3 separate regions of the Mus musculus genome follow, and all the other regions are linked to region 1. The links are chromatin contacts, called in public ChIA-PET and HiChIP or PLAC-seq maps. All regions are on one chromosome and are shown on one strand. The core of a region is the stretch at or near the end of the contact, and the rest is flanking DNA. Distances in the headings are between cores, read along the strand shown. Region 1 has its middle 38 kb from the start of Dazl. Region 2 overlaps Plcl2 (phospholipase C-like 2). Region 3 overlaps Tbc1d5 (TBC1 domain family, member 5).

Evidence for each region. ChIA-PET counts read pairs in DNA pulled down with a chosen protein or histone mark. HiChIP or PLAC-seq counts read pairs in DNA pulled down with a chosen protein or histone mark.
Region 2: a contact with region 1 is called in an RNA polymerase II ChIA-PET map of memory CD8 T cells, with 11 read pairs. The contact joins two enhancer-like sites. A contact is called at or near these places in 1 of 15 datasets of contacts at CTCF or cohesin (large pre-B cells), 3 of 484 Hi-C or Micro-C datasets (bone marrow-derived macrophages, liver and neurons), 4 of 115 datasets of contacts at active chromatin or transcription factors (bone marrow-derived macrophages, double positive thymocytes and memory CD8 T cells) and 1 of 9 other capture datasets (embryonic stem cells).
Region 3: a contact with region 1 is called in an H3K4me3 HiChIP or PLAC-seq map of bone marrow-derived macrophages, with 5 times the contacts expected there. The contact joins two enhancer-like sites. A contact is called at or near these places in 1 of 484 Hi-C or Micro-C datasets (bone marrow-derived macrophages), 7 of 115 datasets of contacts at active chromatin or transcription factors (acute myeloid leukemia, bone marrow-derived macrophages, differentiating embryonic stem cells and 3 more) and 1 of 9 other capture datasets (embryonic stem cells).

Annotation. Positions count from the first base shown.
Region 1 is chr17:50,329,206-50,333,239 of GRCm38.p6, forward strand. No RefSeq gene overlaps it. Among named protein-coding and RNA genes, the nearest start is that of Dazl, 38 kb to the left of the region's middle. Within about 2 kb of position 2,311, at least 83 of the 459 cell types and tissues checked have an H3K27ac peak or open chromatin away from gene starts, as enhancers often do. A contact at or near this core is called in bone marrow-derived macrophages, memory CD8 T cells and regulatory T cells, where this site is marked.
Region 2 is chr17:50,628,500-50,632,852 of GRCm38.p6, forward strand. All of the region lies in intron 3 of Plcl2 (phospholipase C-like 2), which reads left to right. Among named protein-coding and RNA genes, the nearest start is that of Plcl2, 120 kb to the left of the region's middle. Within about 2 kb of position 2,757, at least 18 of the 459 cell types and tissues checked have an H3K27ac peak or open chromatin away from gene starts, as enhancers often do. A contact at or near this core is called in memory CD8 T cells, where this site is marked.
Region 3 is chr17:50,761,736-50,765,851 of GRCm38.p6, forward strand. The region is part of intron 18 of Tbc1d5 (TBC1 domain family, member 5); the gene reads right to left. Among named protein-coding and RNA genes, the nearest start is that of Gm41598, 27 kb to the right of the region's middle. Within about 2 kb of position 1,881, at least 73 of the 459 cell types and tissues checked have an H3K27ac peak or open chromatin away from gene starts, as enhancers often do. A contact at or near this core is called in bone marrow-derived macrophages and regulatory T cells, where this site is marked.

The DNA of each region.
Region 1 (4,034 bases), core at 1,061-3,560:
TACTCTGGAATAAATTTCGGATGAGCAAGCCAAAGTGGACTAAGTAATGTGAGTCCGGGTGAGGTGAGGTGAGGTGAGGTGATGCTGTTGACTTAACAGAACACCTGAGGGGTTGTTCTGCTACTGATAGGCATTGGTTCTCTGGGTGCCAAGACTGTATCACGGAACGGCTCCAGGAATAGTCGGGCACTGAGGCTACCAGATCTTATTTGCCATGGTTAATCCTGACTGTCAACTCAATCAGATTGAGAGATGTCTAGAAGATCTGTAAAGAATACTCCTAGGGGAGCTCTGGAGATGTTTCTAGAAAGAAATAACTAAGGCAGGGATGACCCCTCTCGGGTCTGTGTCAGCATCCCAGTCGCCAGGCCCAGGATAGAATAGAAGGGGAGACTGCTGGAGGAGGGCTTCCTCAGTCTGTTTCCTGGCTGCCCCCACCTTTTGAAGCCTGTAGCATCCCTGAAAATGCTGAATGTCTCCTTATACCTACCATGCTATCCAGGAAGTTCTCTGTGATTGAAATAAAAATTTCAGTCCATCTTCTCTTGCTTTACTACAGGATTCTTCACTCATCCCTCAAGGCATGGCTTAGATTTTTCTGTCATTGTGATTGTTTTCTAAATCCCCCTCCCCCATCCTGACCATTCTGGCCGGTAGTAACTGCTACCTCCCCCTCCCTGGGCTTTCAAAGCCTACTGCTTCCCTTCCACACAACTTGCCACACAACTTCACTGTGCCAGGTGGTCTCATGAAAGTTTCTTGTGCTGTCTGAAGCTTTCGGCTGCATCATCTGTAGAATGTAAACACAACCAGTCCCACCTCATAGGGTCACTGTAAAAAACGCCACGGCACTTGGCGGCATGTGGTGAAGTATACATTTACTACTAACACTCGAGGCAGGGGCAGGGACAGGGACAGAGGCAGGGGCAGGGACAGAGACAGGAGCAGGGGCAGAGGGAGTCTCCGTCACGAGTTCCAGGCCAGCCAGCCAGGGCTATGTAATGAGATCCTGTCTCAGAGAGCAAGGAAGAGTGAGAGAGAGAGACAGAGAGACAGACAGAGAGAGACAGAGAGGGAGAAAGGGAACTTTCTAAGTCCTTGCTTAGCACAGTGCTGGGAACACAGTAAGGACTCAAAATCAGTGGTAGCCACTGTCACTGCTATAGTAATCATCACAATTATTCATCATATGGAACCACGGCTTGGCAATATTAGCTGTGAGAACTGAAGTCTGTCTCTCTTTGCTCTACTTCCTTTTTTGACATTTGCTTACTCATTTATTGTGTCACTTATAAAAGATGATTATGACCTTGTGTGACCAAATGTAGCTGCTTTCTCATTCAGGTATATGTATGCTGTATGGAGGTTGTAATTATTTGTTTTTTTTTTTTTTTTTTTTTTGATGAAGGTACTGAAAGGTCTGAAGAACCACAGCTCTGACTCTCATTGACTTTTTTGAATTAGGACAAAGCAACAGCCAACTCTGATCCCTGTAAAGAGCATTAGTGAGGCAGAACTGGGCCTCATTCCATTGTTCCACAGACATTTGCAAATGATCGTAGAGATAAGTCTGGTGAATCAGTTGGGTGAGGTAGAAAGAATAAAGGGCTCAGTTCAAGCCTTGACAGTGATCTTTAACTCTAAGCCTCAAGTGCCCTCTCAGCAAAATGGGAGCACTAGTAGCTCCCACAGCTCAGGACTGTTACAGAGATGAAATCATACTATGCATAGAAAGAACACACGTGTTTATGGTACATTGCTGGTAGTCAGTAACTATCCAAACACATCTTGATGCAGGAGTTGGAAGGGTCTCAGATGATGTTGATCAGGGTCTCTAGACACAGAGCCTGAAAAAGAAAAAAAATATTTTTGTTTTGTTGTTGTTTTTTGTGAAAGTGACTTACTGAAGGAATATAACTTTTAAGAATAGCTCATAGGAAAACATAGCAAGGGAGAAGCCAAAGAACTTTGAGAAATGGTAGATTCTACCCTCAGTCTGACTCATGAGGGCCCAAGGGCATCCACAGAGCAGAGCACTTCCCCCACTTCCCCCACCCAGGCAGAGGCTGGCTCTTTTAAGTCTCCTATCAGTCACTCTGCAGATTGACTAGTGAATAGATAGATTCTTTAGCTTGAGCTCAGATAACATGAAAGGAAACAGGAGCTTGCAAGAGCAAAAAAAAAAAAAAAACCAAAAAAAACCAAAACCAAAACCAAAAAAACCAAACAAGTTGGGGAGAGGATGTTGGGATGGGAGCTGAAGACTTACAGAGTTTACCACACAGCCAATGGGAGCCGCTGAACTCTCATGAGTGGGGGCTGTAACTTGATAATGGGTGAGCCAGGTGCCTCGATGATCCTTTTATGGCATCTCTTTGTTGTCAGGCTGAAGATCACATTTTCTGCCCTGACCTTCAACCAGCTACTTTAATTGGAGCCCAATCCTGCCCCATCTCTTCAGGCTCAGTGTACCCTGGTGGTAGTATTGCACAGATGCCCAGCAGAGCCATCTGGGCTGCGCCTGTCCACCCCCCAGCCCCACCCATACTCACACACTTTAGGATCTTGGGAAAGCTGCTCCTTGTTTGCAAGGCAGTCATTAAAGACTAGATGGGACTGATAATTTTTATGGCCTGAAAAGACGGTAGGAGTTAACGGCAAAAGGGAGCCTTATCCACACAATGGCAGGGCCGTGCACAGGAGCATATTTCCACCCAGGGCCAGGATGTGCTTGCGGTCTGTTTCCTGTGTGTGGATGACAGTGTCACCAGCCAGCTTCCTGCTTCTGTTAGCACGCCATGCCTTACCCGACATTACGGACTCTGGAGCCTCAAGCCAGATCAGCTCGTTTTTCCTTGCCTTGCTTTTGTCCGTACCATCTTATCACAGCGACAGAAAAGTAACCTAGAAACTGATACCAGCGCGGCAGGGAACATGATTTCTGTGTTTTGGAGGGATGTAGAAGATTCTGGAACTTTGGAGTAAAAAAAAAAAAATGTTGAATGTTATAAGCAGAGCTTTGTGGGTGTTCTGGTAGGAGCCTGGAAGACAGTAATGAGGTCAGAGAGAGAGTCCAGCTCTAGAGGGTTCAGAGGGATACAAGGATTCTACCAACAAGTAGGCTGGTAAAGACTCTGGCTACCTTCTGCCCATGTCCCAAGAACGCGGCTGAGGGTAAATGAAAATGTGATAGGCTGATTTTATTGGCAGAGGAGATCTCAGGCAGTGTGATGTTGAGTCTGTGGAATGCTTATAACCAGTTACTCTCATACAGCCCTATAATGAAAAGTTGCAACAAATGAGGCAGAAAGAAGTGGGGAAATTGTGCAGTTTGGTGAAAAAAAATCACCAGAAAGCTTAGTAGTCTAGCTTAAGTCATGCAATGAAGAAGGGGCTGGGTTTAGCATGCTAAGTGGGCAGCCCAGTATGTATGGAAAGCACAAACTGGAGTCAGCGGGTTGTATGTGCAGGTTGTGTGTGTGAGTGTGTAGACACAGGCGCACCCCTGTGTACATAGACGCTTAGAGAAAAGGACATGAGTTTGAGAAGGGTGTTACTGGGGACTTGAAAGGAGTTGGAGGGGGAGAGGGAGTGGGGGAAATGATGTAAATACAATGTACTCATATATAAAATTCTCAAAGAATTTAAATAAACATTGAAATTAAAAATATAAAATGGAGATTTTAAAATACATAATTAAAAATTTTAAAGGCTAGACAGGAATATTATGTGGCCAGCAAAATTGCTGAGTTTCTCAGGTACCTCAGCCTCTATAGAAAGAATCATTTCTCAATTAAAATAGTGTGGTCTAGAGAGACGAGTCATAAAATATCAACAATTTCAAACTTTTATGCCCTTGTGAAAAATGTTACATGTTTTATTTTACGAAAATAATATGACTTCATTAAATGCATTTTAAAAAGCAAAGATTTTAGAGATATATTTAGCTAGGAAACAAGATTAAAGTGAATGAATATGTATCAAAAATTCTACTGGGATTAACCATAATATCTAGGCAGTATGAACACTTTGAA
Region 2 (4,353 bases), core at 1,507-4,006, 300 kb after region 1:
ATTTTTAATATTTTGGTTAAAACTGAACTGAAGTTTAAAACTCAGGAATTTAAAATGTATCTAGGAGTTTATAGTGAAATAAATATCTCAGTACACCGATTTTATAACTATTTATTTGGGGACAGTTAGAAGCCCTGGATCTTTTGAGCCCTTCTTTGTTTCTCTTAGGCTGTTCTGTATAGCAGGGTGTGCTCGTGGCCCATGTGCATTCGAATTTAGATCTCCAAGCTGCACTGTTGGGACTCTTGTGGGGTTTGCTGTCTACATCTCCATCCCTGCCCAACTGATTTTCTTTGAGATTTTCTTTGGTTTTTTTCTTTGAGGAATGAATTTTTCTCCAAGTTTCCTCTTTATGTTCTTCCCCTTATCCCAGCTTCCTTCTCTCCACCTTCCTGCCTAGCAAATGTGTATTACTAAGGACTTCTAGTGGCTAACTCTGGAAGTGCTTCTCAGAAAAAAAATTACAAATATAAACAGTTAGTCTATCCACTTTCATAAACTATCACTGCAACTGGCAAGAATCTTGCAAGAATCCTGGCTGGCTTTTAAAATAATTCTGACTGCATGATACTATTCATTCTTATAACACTTTTACTGAATTCAGTTGATTATTTCAGTATAAAGAACCTGTGCTATAATGTGTATTAAAAGCATTTGATGTTACCTTCTGTTTATGAGAGTCAGTTCAGAAACTGTCTTGAAGTTTCATCTGTAAATGAGATTTCTAAATATGCGAATGAATTTAGGTGTACATTAGAGTGATAAGTGATAGAAATAGTTACTGTGGTCAGAGAGGCTTTTTATATTTTGGAATTCCAGCCATATAAAATGGAGTGTTATTGCTGTGCAAGCTGCAATCTAGTGCATAAGAGGTTCGGGACGTGCCGTGGCTTGGATGAAGGTTTTTGTGCCATGAAAGTCTCTTCTAGTCCCTGAAAACCACCCATGGATGATATAAAAGGTTAGAGCAGATTGGAAAGGTAGAGAATTCTTAGCTTTCTGGGCTGGGACCAGGGGCTACTCACAACTCCCAATCCACTGCATATTGACTTATCACTGGACATCATCTCCCGCAAGGTGTGAGAACAACTGAGTGCATTATGGAAGCAGGCTTGTGTGATACCACCACTAAGCTTAGGTTGAATATGACAGAAAATGGATTAAAATTGCACTTCATTAAAGCAAGCAAGAAAAAAAAATCTTTAGAAGTATTCTCCCTCTGTACTGAGTGCTGGGATTGTACTTGATTTGAAAATGCAAATTTGTTCCCAATTGATACGTTTAAGAACATTTTGCAAATAACTTAAAATTTCACACTTCCTTATGTGCAGTTTTGTCTGTAAGTAACACTAGGTGAACCAGAAAACGGTTCCCGGGTGAACTGAGTGTTAAGTCCCTGCCAGTTCCCTGGGTTCCGTGAGTCTGTTTGAACCTCTAGGCATCCATGTGTGTTACTGTGATCTGACTGGTCTGTGAGATTTCAGGTGCCCTTCTTGCAGTACCTCACAGCAGCTCACGGCACAAGCTGTAGCCTTCAGTGCCCACTTCTGCTTCAGGGCTTTTTCAAGGTCTGTTGTGCTGCTGTCATCTGTTGGTATTTAGTTGATTTGTGTGGTTTTAGGTTTTTCAGTGTTGTGCCCTTAACCTCACTTTCCTTATAAAGCCCTGTATTTTTAATTGTGCATTTTTATATAATGTAGTGATATTTCCAGGGCTGCATATGCAGCGTTATTACAGAACTGTTGATATTGCAGTTGCATTCTCCACAATTACCAGCATTACCAGATGTCAGTGCAGAGCTCTCAGGATGATGAACTCAGCTTCTGTCCAGAGACTCTCACGTCACCATAAGTGAACATTGCGTGATACCCTTGCTCTTTCTGGCCACTCCTGTGTTTAGAATTTGGTTTTGCTTTGTACTTGTTAACTTGGTGACTCTAGTTGAAGCATTACCATGAGGCTCATTTATCTTTTAACTAGTATTTTTTATTAATTATTTGAGAATTTCAAATAATATATTTTTATTATGTTCACCCCAACTCTTCCCCAGATCCATGCCCAGTCGCCCAGTCCCTCTCCCTCCCTCCTTCCTTCCCCCCTTGTCTTCCTCCCCTGCCCCCTCCTCTCTCCTATTTTACTCAAGTACTCTTGGGTATGGGGACAGCAATGGAGAGTATGTCAACCTCCTAGGAGACCCATAAAGAAAACTGACTCTTGCTCTTGTAAAGCTATTGCAGGCAATAACCCCTCAGGTAGGTAGTCCCAGCTTCGTGCTTTGCCGTCTAATGCTGAGATTTTCTTCCCAGCCTGAGCATGCACACATTTTGTTCATGCTATCATAACCACTGTGCATTTATATGTTCATCTGCTCGAGTGTACCTGGAAAGCACTGCTTACTGATAACTATCTGTCACCTCTGGCTCTTACAGTCTTTGAGCTCCCTCTTTCTCAGTGGTTCCTGGAGGCCCATTTATCTTTTAAAGTTCCTTCTTCACAAATTCAAACAAATTGTAGCCACAGTATTGGCAGAGAATATTTAAATTTTCCAAATTTCAGAGCTAAGCTTTGCCTAATTTCTAGCTAGTGATGGAGATCCTCACAAGACTTCCTCATTGCTCTCATTGCCTCCTTCCCTGATGATTATCTGTGATTGTGAAAGTTTACTTTGATCACAACACAACCTGCCTTCAGTGATCAGGGCACATCCTGCTTACAGTGATCATAGGACATCCTAACTGCAGTGATCATAGGACATCCTGCCTACAGTGATCATAGGACATCCTGCTTACAGTGATCAGGGCACATTCTGCCTACAGTGATCATAGGACATCCTGCCTACAGTGATCATAGGACATCCTAACTGCAGTGATCATAGGACATCCTGCCTATAGTGATCATAGGACATCCTGCATACAGTGATCATAGGACATCCTAACTGCAGTGATCATAGGACATCCTGCCTACAGTGATCATAGGACATCCTGCCTACAGTGATCATAGGACATCCTAACTGCAGTGATCATAGGACATCCTGCCTACAGTGATCATAGGACATCCTGCCTACAGTGATCATAGGACATCCTGCCTACAGTGATCATAGGACATCCTGACTGCAGTGATCATAGGACATCCTAACTGCAGTGATCATAGGACATCCTAACTGCAGTGATCATAGGACATCCTAACTGCAGTGATCATAGGACATCCTGCCTATAGTGATCATAGGACATCCTGCCTACAGTGATCATAGGACATCCTGACTGCAGTGATCAGGGCACATCCTGCCTACAGTGATCATAGGACATCCTGCCTACAGTGATCATAGGACATCCTAACTGCAGTGATCATAGGACATCCTGCCTACAGTGATCATAGGACATCCTGCCTACAGTGATCATAGGACATCCTGCCTACAGTGATCATAGGACATCCTGCCTACAGTGATCATAGGACATCCTGCCTACAGTGATCATAGGACATCCTGCCTACAGTGATCATAGGACATCCTGCCTACAGTGATCATAGGACATCCTGCCTACAGTGATCATAGGACATCCTAACTGCAGTGATCATAGGACATCCTAACTGCAGTGATCATAGGACATCCTAACTGCAGTGATCATAGGACATCCTGCCTACAGTGATCATAGGACATCCTGCCTACAGTGATCATAGGACATCCTGACTGCAGTGATCAGGGCACATCCTGCCTACAGTGATCATAGGACATCCTGCTTACAGTGATCATAGGACATCCTAACTGCAGTGATCATAGGACATCCTGCCTACAGTGATCATAGGACATCCTGCCTACAGTGATCATAGGACATCCTAACTGCAGTGATCATAGGACATCCTGCCTACAGTGATCATAGGACATCCTGCCTACAGTGATCATAGGACATCCTAACTGCAGTGATCATAGGACATCCTGCCTACAGTGATCATAGGACATCCTGCCTACAGTGATCACAGCTCTTCCTGACTAAGTGATCAAGAGTTTATGATGAACCCTAAGTTCTACCGTGTAGATTTCCACACTTCATCCAGGCTGTTGCTTTTCTCCTTTCCACCCATGAGCTCTGCTTTCCATTAATATGGATTGAGACAAAGGATATTTTTCACTGTTTAAATTCTACCCTACCTCTTATACTTCCAAGAAACCTATTTGTAGTAGCACCCCTGGTATATTTTGTTTTTTTGTTTGAAATGGCTCTTGGAACTCTTTAGGCTCTTCTGAAAGTTTTATTTTAGGTTTCCCCTTATATTTTCTATAATTTCGTTGTGAAGACTCTGGAAGTAGAGGTGAAGTGTTATGAAGAAGCCAGTCAAGTTAGCCTGGAAACAATTTGT
Region 3 (4,116 bases), core at 631-3,130, 430 kb after region 1:
AGAAAATAGTAGTTTCTGGTTTCTAAACTTCATGTGGCAAAAGATCAATAAGGGACATCAGAATCCAGCATTGTCCTACGTTTAGAAGAGCAAATCCATATATAAGGCAAGAACTGGACACCCGAGGCTGGGCTACCTACAGACCACAGCAAACTGTATTTGGAAGCCTTATAGGTAAGAGTTAGAGGGCAGGGGATACTTTACTAGAAAAGAAAAAAAGCTAGCATCTAACTTTTTGGAGAGTGATATTAAATAAACTGGACAATGAGTGTCTTAGGGTTTTACTGCTGTGAACAGATAAAAAGGCAACTCTTACAAGGACAACAGTTAATTAGGGCTGGCTTGCAGGTTCAGAGGTTCAGTCCATTATCATCAAGGTGGGAGTGTGGCAGCATCCAGGCAGGCATGGTGCAGGAGGAGCTGAGAGTTCTACATCTTCATCTGAAGGCTGCTAGCAGAATACTGGCTTCCAGCAGCTAAGATCAGGGTCTTAAAGTCCACGCCCACAGTGACACCACACCTACTCCACCACGGAGAACACCTGCTAACAGTGCCACTCCATGGGCTGAGCGTATATAGACCCTCACAATGAGCTTTTCATGTATGGATCCATTTACTCTTCACAACAAACCTGTGTGGCAGATCCTCTCATTTACTGACAGATATTCCTGTCAGCCATATTCTCTGGGAGTATATGCTCCAGGTTAGGCAGCCAACCAAGAACCAGATCCCTTGGCTGCTCGCCCATGTCTTCCCTAGATGGACTCACATTCATGTTCTACGCTTTCCTAGCAAAGATTTAATGCACATTTACCAACTGTAATGGAGATACTAACTTCTAGTGGTTCACTAAACTATTTCCTTTCTAAAATGTTTAGAAATGGTTTATCATTGTAGTACATTTCAAATCCACTGCTTGTAAGGGTGAGGCAGGAAGATTGCTGGCAGTTGAAGATCAGCCTGCACTACATGGTGAGACCTTATTTAAAAGAAGAAAGGCATTTCTACAGGGGCATTAAGTTGGCTGAATATTATGCAATTTGGTTGTTTATAAAATACATCTTTCAGGTGTTAGTTATATACCTTCAGTACCTTTTTGATATTTTTTAAATAGTATAAGGTTTTATGATTTATTATTTACTTCCTTATCAACTTGATTAATAAATACATTCATTTACATTGTGTTAAGCCATGCAGAAAATACAATAACAGTTGAGATGTGGGCTCCTGGCCTCTATGAGTTTAGAGGAAGATACAGTCTGTACGTTCTTAAAGCCAAGAAAGGAGTAGGAAGCTCTGGAGAAGATGCAGGAGGATGCATGGAAATGAGAGCATGTTTTCTAGAATTCTGAAGGTACTGAAGGAGGAGGAATCAGAAGCAATGATAGAAAAGCATGTTCCAGGAAACAAGGATCCAGTCAACAAAGTTTTGTGTGTGTGTGTATGCAAGTGTCTGTGTGCATGTACAGGAGAGTGGCAGGTGAGCAAAGGAAAAACCAGTAATGAAGTCAAGTCAGAGAACTGAGAGGAGCAGGATCTTCAGATGGGCAGAAACCCCTCTCTCACATTCTTCCTTCCAGTAATGTGTGAGATGCTAGGGTCTGACACATAGTCTGCTGTTCCCACTGTCCCTAATGGAGACCATGTTTGAGGGTCACTTATGGACAAGAGTGACTGTCAGTTTTGCAGCAAAACAGGGCGAGAAGGGTCCTGGGGTGGGCTCTGCTCAGCTTCTAAGAGTGTCCTCAGATCACAAGATAAGCAGACATGGGAGCCAACACTGACAGCAGCAGCAGGAACCAGCCAAGAATAGCAGCTAGAGACAGGAAAGGCGCCCAGTCTTGCTTGAACAGATGGGTGAACAAGAAGTGGGAAGAACAGGAAACGGAAAGTCTTGATGAGAAGGAGGAAGGCTGCAGATGCTCTGAGGAAGCTGTGGTATACACAGGGTAAAACACACACACACTCGCGCACACACACTTGGTGTGAATGAAACCCAAGCCAGAGAAGCATATGGCAATAGCCCTGGAAGACAGCATCAGGAAAAATAGAACAAGAACACAATGACTACATATTACACTGCATTAAATGACAGGGTATGGGTGTGTGAAGCAGTTCAGCCGCTGTACTGGAGAACAAGCTGGAATATGAACGCTATAGCCCTAGCATTAGTGTATAAGAGGCCTGTCACATACAATAGTTAGGGCTTTAACGAGTCAGCAACTCTTTGAGCCCAAATATAAGATGGTAACACTATTTAGTATGGCCTGTAATTCTTAGGGGATTGGATTATTGGAGAGTCTTGATAAAGGACACAGTTTGGCCTAACAAGTGCTTTATAAATGTTACTTTTTTGTTGTTTTGTACTAGCAATGTACTCCTAGAACATTACCCCAGGGAACCATGTGCATACATAAAAGCAACTGAAGATATTAGTCAGGCATCCAAGGACAGCACATATACTCACGTGAACCCTGCATGTTTTTTAAAAATATTCTGTTGATGGACAATTCACAGACATACAACAGATGACTAACTGGAAAAATAAGATTGCAATGTATAAGTTTTTTTTTTTTTTTAAGTAGTCTTGACTTTGAAAAACATGGTGGGATTATACTTTTTTTTTTTCTGGATTTTCTACAAGGATATGGGGTTATATATTTACAAGAAAATAAGATTATTATGTGAACAACATACTAGGGAAGACATTTTTAAAAAGCAAAAGGGTTGGCTGGGGAAATGCCTCAAGCATAGAGACCCAGCTTTGGACCCCTGCATCAACTTCTCATCCAGCTGTAGCCATGTGTGATGCAATCCAGTGGTGACTATATGTGGACACTGATCTCTGGAGCTTGCTAGCCAACTAGTCTAGACAAACTGGTGTTTTGCTATGTATGTGCACACGTGTGCATGTGTGTGTGCATGCGTGTGTGCGTATGCGATTCTGTGCGTGCATGTACAGGAGAGTGGCAGGCGAGCAAAGGCGGAACAAATTATGAAGTCAACTCAGAGAACTTGGAGAAGCAGGTCCTTCAGATGGGCAAAAGGCCCTCCCTTCCATTCCTTTCTAGTCAAGAAGCTGTGGTTCAGCAAGAAACCCTGCCTCAAACAATAAGGTGAATGAGGTGGAGAGTGAGTGAGGAGGACACCTGACTTCAATCTCTAGCATCCCTAAGCATGTTACACATATGTACATACAAACATATAACCTTGTAGTGGTGAGTTTTATGCTACACCGGTTTGTGCTCCTGGTGGGTGGCATGCATGCATCCACTCAGGGGCTATCTGGATTTGCAAATGGAAAACACACACACACACACACACACACACACACACACACACACACACACACACACACACTAGCTAACTTTAAATGCTTTGGATACCTCAAAGGCTGGGTGGGTACTCCTAAACCTTCCACTGATACCCCAGGCCCAAACAGGGAAGTGGCCAGGAGCCACCCACCGTTCTCACAGGGCAGAGAGGCTTCATCTCCTGCGCCTGCGTCCCACCCTTCTACCCCGAGTCATTGGAATTCTATTCGTTCCTCTCTGCATCTACCTGCACAGCGCTCAGTGTCCCACCCCACGCCCAGCTATTGGGGACAAGGACCTTCAATGCAGATTCCCGATGGAATCACAGCTTCAGAACCAATCTCCAACACAACCTCCCCCAAATAAAACCGATTACCATGGGGAAAAAAGAGATGGAATGTTTGTAAAGACCAAAGTTGACTCCAAATCAATCCAAACAACATTCTCTAGACAAATATACCCTAAACAGCAATAAATAATATGAAATATAAGTGAATAACTTGTGAGAAAAGTAAATACCAAATAATTAAAATACTTTGTCTGTGAAACCTTAAATAGGATTTGAATGATAAAAGTCTTCCTGATCTATACTATCAAAGACTATCTGTAAAAGCTCTATAATTTCCCTTTATATAGGTAAAAACATATTGCATATTTCAGTAAGTTAGTTCTATTGAAATTCAGGAGGTATGAAAGTATTGTTATGGACTGACTGCCTGTCTTAAACATTGTATCTGGGGAAAATGTTCTCTTCTATAAGGGCCTGTATATAAAAGTTTAAATGTCTCTGTTAGAGCTATGG